Regions from separate parts of the Zea mays genome. Here region 1 is linked to region 2. The links are chromatin contacts, called in public Hi-C maps. All regions are on one chromosome and are shown on one strand. The core of a region is the stretch at or near the end of the contact, and the rest is flanking DNA. Distances in the headings are between cores, read along the strand shown.

Evidence for each region. A called contact is a pair of places that touch in the nucleus more often than the background predicts.
Region 1: a Hi-C map of ear shows a contact between it and region 2, with 2.3 times the contacts expected there. The contact joins the promoter of LOC103636409 here to the promoter of LOC100192628 in region 2. A contact is called at or near these places in 3 of 25 Hi-C or Micro-C datasets (bundle sheath, ear and tassel).

Annotation. Positions count from the first base shown.
Region 1 is chr8:170,838,728-170,844,102 of Zm-B73-REFERENCE-NAM-5.0, reverse strand. LOC103636409 (pectin acetylesterase 5) reads right to left here and starts at 3,929. Exons shown (of 12, transcript XM_035961915.1): 1 at 3,666-3,929; 2 at 2,499-2,581; 3 at 2,076-2,202; 4 at 1,671-1,750; 5 at 1,507-1,596; 6 at 1,278-1,402; 7 at 1,145-1,205; 8 at 969-1,022; 9 at 815-892; 10 at 640-745; 11 at 415-560; 12 at 12-310. The coding sequence starts at 3,666. The coding sequence ends at 194.
Region 2 is chr8:170,685,076-170,690,211 of Zm-B73-REFERENCE-NAM-5.0, reverse strand. It overlaps LOC100192628, which reads left to right and starts at 1,490. Exons shown (of 11, transcript NM_001367079.1): 1 at 1,490-1,667; 2 at 2,575-2,675; 3 at 2,772-2,882; 4 at 3,141-3,205; 5 at 3,290-3,371; 6 at 3,537-3,611; 7 at 3,770-3,840; 8 at 3,929-4,011; 9 at 4,811-4,875; 10 at 4,958-5,032. The coding sequence starts at 1,565.

The sequences.
Region 1 (5,375 bases), core at 2,680-5,179, 150 kb before region 2:
ACGAGGCACAGTTCCTGAAAGTTTGGTGCTTAACGGTTCTGACATATTGCTTTTGATGGAAGCACAACTACTGCAAGTCGTGTTTAGTCAATTGCAGGTTTTACCAATAAGGCAAAGCTCCCTTTTGAATCCTCAGCAAAACTAATTTGAAAAATGAGAAAAGCCTGGTGATCTCAGTGCAGCCCTTTGCGAATCAAGCAGTAGGCAGAAGACTGCTGCATGTGGGGTTGCATGGGTACTCGCAGTCAATCTGTTTCGCGTTTTGCCTTCTATCGAAATACCAATCCCCAACGGCCTCTGAGATAGACTGCTACGCAAACGACAGGAGTTTAGAAAATATCAGTCCAAGTGAAGACAGAAAACAAACAGCATGCTATTGCAATGTACAGTTCACTTGATTTAGACCGCACGCACCTTGTTGCCGAGCCTTGGTGAGATCGGTGAATTCCATGTGATATCGAATGGTGTTTGACAGTGGGTAAAGCATGAATCAATGAACAGGCCCCAGTCCTTGTTATCTTCGGCAACCTTCAATTCACTGACTAATTTCTTCTTGAATCCTGCAACACAAGGAATGGAAACCTACAGGGTCATCGCCAATGGATGAAGAAAGCAAAGAGATTGGCAAGCTTGACTGACCATGCAGTACATCAAGTTGTGCGCAACTGCAGTTCCGGATATCTGCTTTGCAACTAGACCATTCCTGGCCAGGATAGGATCCATTTGGTGCGAGAATGTTTCGTATCTAGAATGAAGTAGTTGTTAGGGATTTAACCATTGGACAACTGGGAAGAAACATAAAGATTGTAGTCACCTGCCAAGAATCGTAATCGGAGTTCAGAATAAACGTGGGGGTGGTGATGCCCTTAATCAGTTCAGCAGGAAAGAAACACTGGGAGCAACAAAATGTCAGCAAAATGAATTTAAGCAACATAAAAGGAGAATGGAATTAGAGAATGTTAACTTGCCTCTGTTGGATCCTTCTTTTGGAGGCAGTCATTGGGTAAAACTTCTTTAACATTCTGGAAGAAATCCATGAAAAGAAGCAATCCAGTCACCATATACTACCAAACTGTGTATAATTTTGTCGTGCATCCCAGGATGGGGATCTCTTGAAAGTGAATGAGTGTGTTCCACGACTAACCTGAAGGTGAACTACTCCACTGATGAGCGACCGCATGGATCTTTCTCCAGATAAATCCTTCCTGTGGCAGAGAAATATACTTCATTTAGTGAAGTACAATGCTAATTGGCCATACTAATTTTTAGGGACTTACTCGTCAATAAAAAATCCAGCATCAGAAAGGCATTTAACTGAAACTTCATGAGGAAACCGTCCATGGAAATTATCACAGTGCAGTAGCGCAGCTAGAGAACCAGCAGAACAGCCTGTAAGCAAGGCCTGGAAAGCAGGGGAAAATAAAGTTGGACGTGGCTCTTGGTTAGGACTTGTGTGGTCAATCTTTGTGCAATTATTGGACAAACTATACGAAATCGATGGAATACCTGTTTAGCAGCGTCCATTCCTTTTCCCATGAGTTCATCTACAACTGCTTTCCAGATACGTAATCCTCTGAAGAAAAGTTTGGTTCCATCCTATACATATGGCAGTACAGCATCAGTTTGAGAAATTAAGATGGTCAGTTCAAACCAGAATTAAAAAGATTCACCAGATCTCCCCCCTCTGCATCCCCAGCAAATGATGCTCCGTCGCAGTACCTTATGACAACTGTATTCCAGTTGTAGAAATCTGATGACAACTGACTCAAATTAGTGCAAAGACGCATTTATCAGGCAGTAGGATCACAAACACAATTCAAAACTTGATGACTAGTGCAAAGCGTTACTGCATCTGCATTATTCCAAATTCCAATATGAATAGTTGGGACATGGGAAACGATAACAGACTATGTAGGTGCTCCAAAGGGCATGTTCCTTTCATTCCCAATCCAAGTGGACTGGAGAGGATCAAAGGGAAAATCCCCCTGGCATATCCCCCTATTGACGAACATGCCCTAAAAGAAGCATCTTGATGGAGACAGTAGGAAATCCATGACAGAACCAGCTTTCTATACCAGGATTTTCTGTGTGATCATTGCTGAGTATCCCAGTGAAGTTTACTGCTCCCATATACTTAGATGAACCGAAGTTGGTCATTTTGCGCTCGGAGCAGCTCTGCGTGGTGTTGCACCAACCTCCTCCCTGAGATATATCAGTGGAAAATCAGTAGGCATATTAGACATGTTATGCCATTATGCTGGAACGAACTCGTTTAAGCTCAACCAATTTGTTGTTTTTTTTTGTTCAGCTGGATATCACTATCTCAAAATCTTAGAGACTACCCCATATGTTTTGTTCATATCTCAGTCACCAAAGCTCTTCACATCATCAGATGATCTTTTGTTGGGCTTGAATGATTTTCTGTAACAGTTTACATGTAATTGGCATGCAGGCTATACATAACAGCTTGATACAATTGGAAGAGAGCATTCGGTCACCTCAAGGAAGACGAGCCAGTTGTGAGCTCCGGAACCGAATCCTCTCCGAAGGTGGTAACCAGGCGGGGTCCCATCCAAGCACACTGCAACGCGATGAAGCAGGCCACGGCGATCAGTATCCGGCTCCAGACGTGCCGCCGATCGGAAAGAAAAAGGAGGCTACGGTTAGTTTGACCGAATACCCGCTCCCTTCCCCCGAGCGCCGGCGAGGAGTGTCAAGTCAACGAGCCTCGATGAGCTGGCCGGTGCCGCCACCGGTGAGCGGGAGAAGGCGACAGCGGCCAGGAGGAGCGCGTGCAGGGGCGCGGCCACGACGACGGCGAGAGCGCGTCGACGCTGCTGGTGCGGGATGAGCGGCGACAGTAGCTCGGTGGCCATGACCGTCGCGCGCGGGAGGAGCTAGTAGCTAGAGGAAAAGTGTGGAAGCCATGCTTGAAAGCCCGAACCCACCTACTACCATGCCATGCCATGCCAGTTTGCGAGAAGTATCAGGCTGGAAGAGGTCAAACTGATGCGCAGTTTCTCCAGAAAAAAAAAACAGATGGTTGAGTGGTTCCAAACTACTATATGCAGTATAGAAATCGTTGGTGTGCCAATCGAGAGTGACGAATTACGACAAGCTACGGTCCTCCTGTTTTCAGACATGTGGTTCAACTCCGATCTTTCTTGCCGAGATTCTTACCATGTCGGACCCCGAATCTCCTGACGGGCGACGAGACGACAGAAATCAGAATTGCAGTCCCGTTCTGCTCCTGGAGGCCCCGCCCGCGGCTTCGCCATGGAGACGCGCGGCAAGCGGCTCCTCTTCCCCGTTCTACTGGTTCTCATCGCCGCTGCCGCGGCTCCGTCCGCCATGTCCCGTGACGAGAGAGAGGTGATGGAGGTGTCCGGTGCGGCGGTGTGCCGGACGGGGTTGTGCGGGTGGCCCAGCCCCAGCTCACGGATCTCCACTTCAGCGTGCACCATGCGGAGCGCGCCTACGACTTCCGGCGGTATGTCGGCCCGGCGATGGCCATGGTCAACCCCGACCTCGTGCCGATCACAGGGGACCTTAACTGGTATGCCGTACATCCCTACCTCCCTCCTTCCCGCCGCCGCCGTCCTTGGCACACGTCCTCAGTTTGGTTCCTCACGGTTTCAGGGCTTGTCAATGAAAGATGGAATTACTCAATTTGTAAATGAGCTGATGTTTTCAGCGATCCAGACGATGGTGGCGCAGGCCTTGGCCAGCTCCGCCGTGGTGCGCATCTTGGGCCACCAGGGTTCGTCCTTGAGGCTTGAGGTCGGCGTGGCGACCTCGCGTGCCTCCTTCCACCACGCCTGCAGCTCCACGTCGGCCTGCAGCGCGCCGTCGTTGGGGTAGTAGATGGCCAGGTACTCCGTCACGCACTGCTCGATGGCGTGCCAGACGGCCAGCCCGTCCGACGCGTACGGGTAGTCCTCCATCAGCAGCAGCAGCACCTTGTACGGGCTCGACGGATCTGGAACGGCCATTCCTCTGCATTGGCAATATTAGCATTGTTTAATGCATTGTTCTCTCTTCTGGACTACGCTGATGGTCGATCTCAATTCTCAATGACAGAGTAGATTATTACATCTTGATCAGGTCGTCGGGGAGTACCTGCTCGGTGAAGTTCCATCTTCCGTAGACTGGCGCGGGAAGAAGGTCCTCTCTAAAAAGCCGCCGGCGTTGACGAGCAGCTGGCGCGCGCTGGAGTATTGACATCAGTTCGAGGTCCTGTAGGAATGCCCTACTCGTACTATATATCTTGGGCGAGTGCTTGCTGAAATAATCGGACATGGCCGGTGGGGCTCTCTACCGCGACCTGGTACAGGAGCGACTCTCCTCTGTGTACGTCCGGACGGCACAGTAGAAAAGAGCTCATAGACTGCGGCACCTATAAATTATCACTGGCGGTTTCGGGTTATCGCGCGCCAGTAAAAAACGAGGTGGGTCCGGCTTGGGAACCGCCAGTGGAAACCTATTTCCACTGGCGGTTATCTTAACAGAACCGCCAGTGGAAACCAATTTCCACTAGCGGTTGGTGTAACACAACCGCCAGTGGAAATACCCTATTTCCACTGGCGGTTGTGTTAAAATAACCGCCAGTGGAAATTGGTTTCCACTGGCGGTTTTTCAAGCCAACCGCCAGTGAACTGTATGTTATAAATAACCCTCTTCTTCCCCCCGACAGTGAACTGTATGCTCGCAGCCAGCTTCCATTGGAGGCGATTTTGGAGGTCCAGATTTCACAAAAATATAAGGGGGGAGGTTTTGGTCTTCATTTCTTGGAAGAAGGTGGATAAGAAAGGTTGGTTTATGTTTCTTTGTCAATTTTTGTTCATTCTTGCTCAATTTTAGCCACATTTTGGATCTAGGGTTTTATATGTGAGAGAGAAGAGTATAGCTAGGTAATTTTCTCTATTTCCTCAAATGAGGCTGCTTAAGATGGTTAGTTTTTGTCTATTCCCTCTCCTTTTTCATGTTTAGTTCTCAAATAAGTTTATCCATAACACATATTTAATTGCTTTATGAATGGTGAATGTGTTGTATGGAAGGTTGGATATATAAGGTTGAATGTGTTTCTCAAATAAGTTCATTTTCATTTGCACATCCAGAATGCCCGTTCTTGCACTGATTTTACACAGAGCAGAGCATCATGCTGGAGCCTACCGATCAATATGTATTGTATATATACATGCATGGTAATCTGACTTGCCAAGAAAACTTCGGACTGGAAGGGTAGGCATCAGATGTCGCACTCCAGCGCGTCCTTCTCCATGGATAGTGTCACAGTCGCCTCTTCCTCATCCTCCAACCCCGCCTCTTCCTCATCCTCCACCACCACCTTGGCTTTCTTTGGAGTGCCGCCGTAG
Region 2 (5,136 bases), core at 241-2,740:
TTAAAATCAACCCGCACTCCTATAATCTCTTATCTACTACTATAATAGAAGACTTTATGTAAAAATAAGGTGAAATTATGTATAAGTGAGTGTTTGAGCATTGGTTGTTGGTTCCATATTCATACCCAACTAATAAACAGAAAACATATATTTTGTGCTTTATTAAAACAATAGCTACTCCATTCGTCCATCATCGCTCTCGTGCACATGTCTCTGCTTCCCTCTACACTTTCCGGTTAAAATAAGATAAAATTATGCAAAATAAGGTTTGAACATGTTTTTTGCGTAGAAAGCCGTGAGAAGTCCACAACTTCATCAAGTGTTTGTCAATTACTCCAATTTGTTCTTAGAGTTAATATGCGGACTAGTAACAACAACTCGATAGGTCAGTAGATGTGTAGCCAAGAACAAGTAGTGTGGTCTTGATCGACTGTTTTTAGAAGAAAAAAACATGAGAGAGGTTAGCTGGAAGGTCAAATACAACTCATCGGTTGATCGAACTTTGTAATCTTTAGGTTAGCTATGTTTTATTACCTTGGGCAGCTAAAACACTCTGTCATTTGCGTATTGCATTGTATTGCGAGGAATACTACAAGGCGACATCGCGCACGGGACATGCTCTCGGGTCTCAACAACAACAATGCCAACGACGTAACGTCGTCTGTGTTAGTGAAGTGGCACCATCATCGAGTTCAGTGGGAGGAAGTATGTGGACTGCCTGAGAAAATGATGGGCAAAATCAAGAATGATTTCAATATTGGATTCTGGGAGGCTTACTTACCTATGATGTGTTATCATTGAGGTTTGTTTTTTGGTGGGGCGGCATTTTGTTGAATTGGTCGTGGTTCTGCAAGTGAGAACTCATCAGATGAGTGATGACATCAAGAAGCTCAATGCAACACAATCAATGTTTTTTTCTAATTAAGTTTTTAATCATAATCTAGATATAAGTTTAGTTTGTATTGATTGTTGCAAGTAATTTATGAGATATTAAGATTGATAAAAATATATGTATTGTTTATTTCTATATAATCGTTATGCACTAATATTTTATCAGATATTTGTGTGCCATCGTATCATATTGTACTACTGTATACTTGTACTCTGATGCATTTGTGCAAACAGGCATTTGATGTAAGCAAGACGACGACCCATAAATGCAAAGCTACCAAAGTACCATGTGAGCATAGCTATCAGCACATCGGTTGAGTTATATGATCCTTATAAGTCATCTGGGAGACTGGGACTTCATTTTTTCATTTTAAAGGTATGAAATATATTTAAACAACTATCTTATTTAGATAAAATCTAACTACGTGATATATAGAAGACAAAAAACACTTTTTATTGGGCTATAGGTTTCCGCTGCTCCGTCGCCACGGCCCGCGAGACGCGCAATGGGAATCATCCGACCCGAGATCGCTTTCCATTCCCATCGCTTCTCTTCTCCACACGAACTCACTCTTGAGAGATAGAGCGAAACACAAAGCAGGCAAAAAAAAAAAGGATAGAGAGAAAAAATCATTCTCGTTTCTCTCACTCCGCTATACCCCCGCCCGAATCGATGGAGATTAGGGCTCCGCCAACGAGCCTCAGTCTCGCGCCGCCGCCCGCCTCCGCCAGCTTCCGCCGAACACCGCTTAGGACCTTCTTCCTTAACGGCAGCGGTGCGTGCTTCGATTCCGTACCCCAGCCACTTCTTCATATCCTTTCTGTCTTGTGGCTGGCGATTGGTGCTTGAGGCCTTTGTCTGGGGAATCTGTTATGGCGCCGCCTAATCCTCCTCAGTGTCTCCTTACCGCATGCTAATCTAGCGGAACATTTGTTGTCTGGGATGCTCAGTTCTACTGCTGCAATTGTTGAACCAGTGTGAACAGTGGCGTCAGTTGGGCTGTGAGGGTCAATGCCTTTGTTGCCAGCCATCCATGAAATGAATATGTTGTTATGGCGAACTATCATATGCAACATTATTTATGTAATAGCCACCTGTTTACATCATGAGCAAATATGAGCGGATGAGCCTAGACTTGGTTGAATTTGCAACTGTACAGGTCGCAATTTATATATAAATAAATTGATAGCTTTCTGGTTTACAGTGGAAAAAAATGAATCTAGCGCCTCTCGACTTGTAATAAGCGAAGCTATGTTTTGATATGTGAAGTGGAAGCATCTTTTGCTTACCTGAAGCTATTGGAGACTGTTGATTCTCACTGCACTGCATGGTTTTCAACACCGCAACAGGATCCTATTTTTTCCCTGGAACATTTTCATCATGTGTGATGCTAATCTGTTGACACCACTGCTCGTGCTTTGATTCTACAGAATGTTAATGTTTGATTTTTCTCATGCCTGTTGATCCTAGTTGAGTTCCGCACATGATTGATATGGTTCTACAGAATGTTAATGTTTGATTTTTCTCATGCCTGTCCATGTTGTAGTGCACATGCTCAGACTATTGAACAAAATAATAACGTATTGGTTGAGAGCTCTACAAAGCGCAGAGTGCAATGATACGGGGATAGTTTATAAATCTGTGTCTATGACTGCTAACTTACCCTTCCTTGTGCTCTACAGTTTCACTTAAAGTTGTGCAAGTACGACAATCAAATGTCAACAGATTTAAGTGCAATAGCATACAAAGTAACCTCTTTGATAGACTAACGAGGGTTGCCAGGGTGAGCAGTATTTATTCCATCATTATGTTATTTGCAATAGCCACTTTTTCATATGTAATCTAAAGTTTTGGCTTTTGGGCACCTCGGTTTGTCTAGTCCTACGCAAATGCAGTTCTAAGTTCATTTGAGGACCCTGAGAAGATTCTCGAGCAGGCAGTTCTCGAGATGAACGATGACTTGACAAAGATGAGGCAGGCCACAGCACAGGTTTGTTGTGACTGCAGTCAGTATAATTGGTAGAGCATTTTCTTTCTTTCCAATAGTGTCAGATGTTGTCTTTTCCAAGCTCCAACACATTTTTTTCTATCATCTTCAAAGTGTTATTACATAAATAATTAACGTTGGTGCGACATGCTAGTTTGTTTGCGGCCTCTTACATCACACACTTCTACTCTTTTGTTTCATCTCTTGTTATGCTTGTGAAACGGAAAATTGATTCTATTTTACGGATTCTTGTTTTGATAGGTCTTGGCGTCTCAAAAGCGGCTTGAGAATAAATACAAAGCTGCAGAACAAGCTTCTGCTGATTGGTATGGTTATGGTTTATGACAGCGAACTGAACCGTGACTTGTTTGCTTTTCAGTAAATGGATATTATTTTTTGTCAAAGTGTAGGTATCGAAGGGCTCAACTTGCTCTTCAAAAGGGTGACGAGGATCTTGCTCGCGAAGCCCTTAAGCGGCGTAAATCATATGCTGTATGTGTCATTGATGATGTGTAGTACAATGTGCTTGTTTTAGGTTTTCTTACCACATTGATTCGAATAGAATTTATGTTACATTATCTATGCGACATGTTTTTTTTCAACAGTCTATGCTGTTGAATCAACATATCAAATTGTATTGCGTGATTGTTTGCTTAGGACAATGCAAGCTCCTTAAGGTCCCAGCTTGATCAGCAGAAGGGTGTAGTTGAAAATCTGATTTCAAATACCCGGGTGAGTTACTATTTTGAACTGCTAGAACAGTATTTACTCTTTTCGGTGTCCTTATTATATTTGTTGGTACAGTTCTATGTGTTCATGTAGTGCACCAGGTGAAAGGTGCTCAACGAGTATTATTTAATTATTAACCACTGGAGTATGCCATTATGTAGGTTCTTGAGAGCAAGATAGCAGAGGCCAAGCAGAAAAAGGATACGCTTAAAGCTCGTGCTCAATCAGCAAAGTATGCATTTATTATTTCTTGGTTACTTTTTGTGATATGTTTCTTTGTGCTGTGGACACAGACAAATGTGGATCTTGTTTCACTTCAGGACTGCCACAAAAGTGAGCGAAATGTTGGGCAACGTGAATACAAGTAGCGCCCTTTCTGCATTTGAGAAAATGGAGGAAAAAGGTACTCCCTTGATTTAACCCTTTTTTCCAACTATTACTGTCCCTTATGTTTTATATGGTAATATTAGTCTTTTTTCATGGCTGGTTTGCTGCCATTGGTTTTGGTTTAGAGCAGGACATGCCCTAATACTCTATGTTGAACATAGCTTGCAACTCTACATTCTACAATCAAGGAGTTACTATTATAAGTCTATAACACTGAGGTCAGCTAGAGCATACGCATTATACAGTTACAAGGTTCCATACTTCAGCAGCCAGAAATTGAATACAGAAGGTTGCTGTCATAATACCAGTAGTCAACCTCGAGCCCCTAAAAAAGTTATTCCTCGTTTGTCATCAAGTTGTTAGCTGCAATAACTTCACCAGAGTACTAGTGCCATTTTCCTTTTAGAAGCTTCGAAAGTTTGGCAGTGACATTACCGAGATGCACTAAGATGGACTCCTTGCAAATATGTTGGTTTATCCTGGGATATTTCACTATGACCTAGTGCTGTCATGAGTACGATCTTGACAAGGCATGATTGCATCCTCAATTCATATATTTGATCTCTCACTATGCATTTGGGGTTATTTGACTATGACCTTGGCAAGGCATAACAACATCTTCAAAAACTTCATTTCAACTGCACTGTGTTTGTTGTGATTTGCAACTATCACATGTCTTCTTTTAGTCAAGAATGATGTCTGACGGTACATTTGCTTGCTTCGTGTGTTTATCAACAACATGTTTCATTCCATGCTAGAATGTTAGAATGCTGTTCTCAGACAAATAATGCGATATTTACACATTTGATGCTCAGTTATGGCGATGGAATCCCAAGCGGAGGCACTCGGCCAATTAGCAACTGACGATCTAGAAGGAAAGGTAAAAATGAACATTTACAAGGCAGTCATAAGTACTTGCCTTGATCTAATGACACATGACTACCTGTATTTATCGGTGACAGTTTGCACTGCTCGAGAATTCATCTGTCGATGATGATCTTTCACAGCTGAAAAAAGAACTCTCGGGAAGCTCTTTGGTATGTACTGTTATCTGGCTTCTCAAAATTAGAACTCAACAATTGTCAAGCTAATGAGTTATCTTCTGTTGTTTAAGTATGTTGACTTGTTCACAAGATGGAAA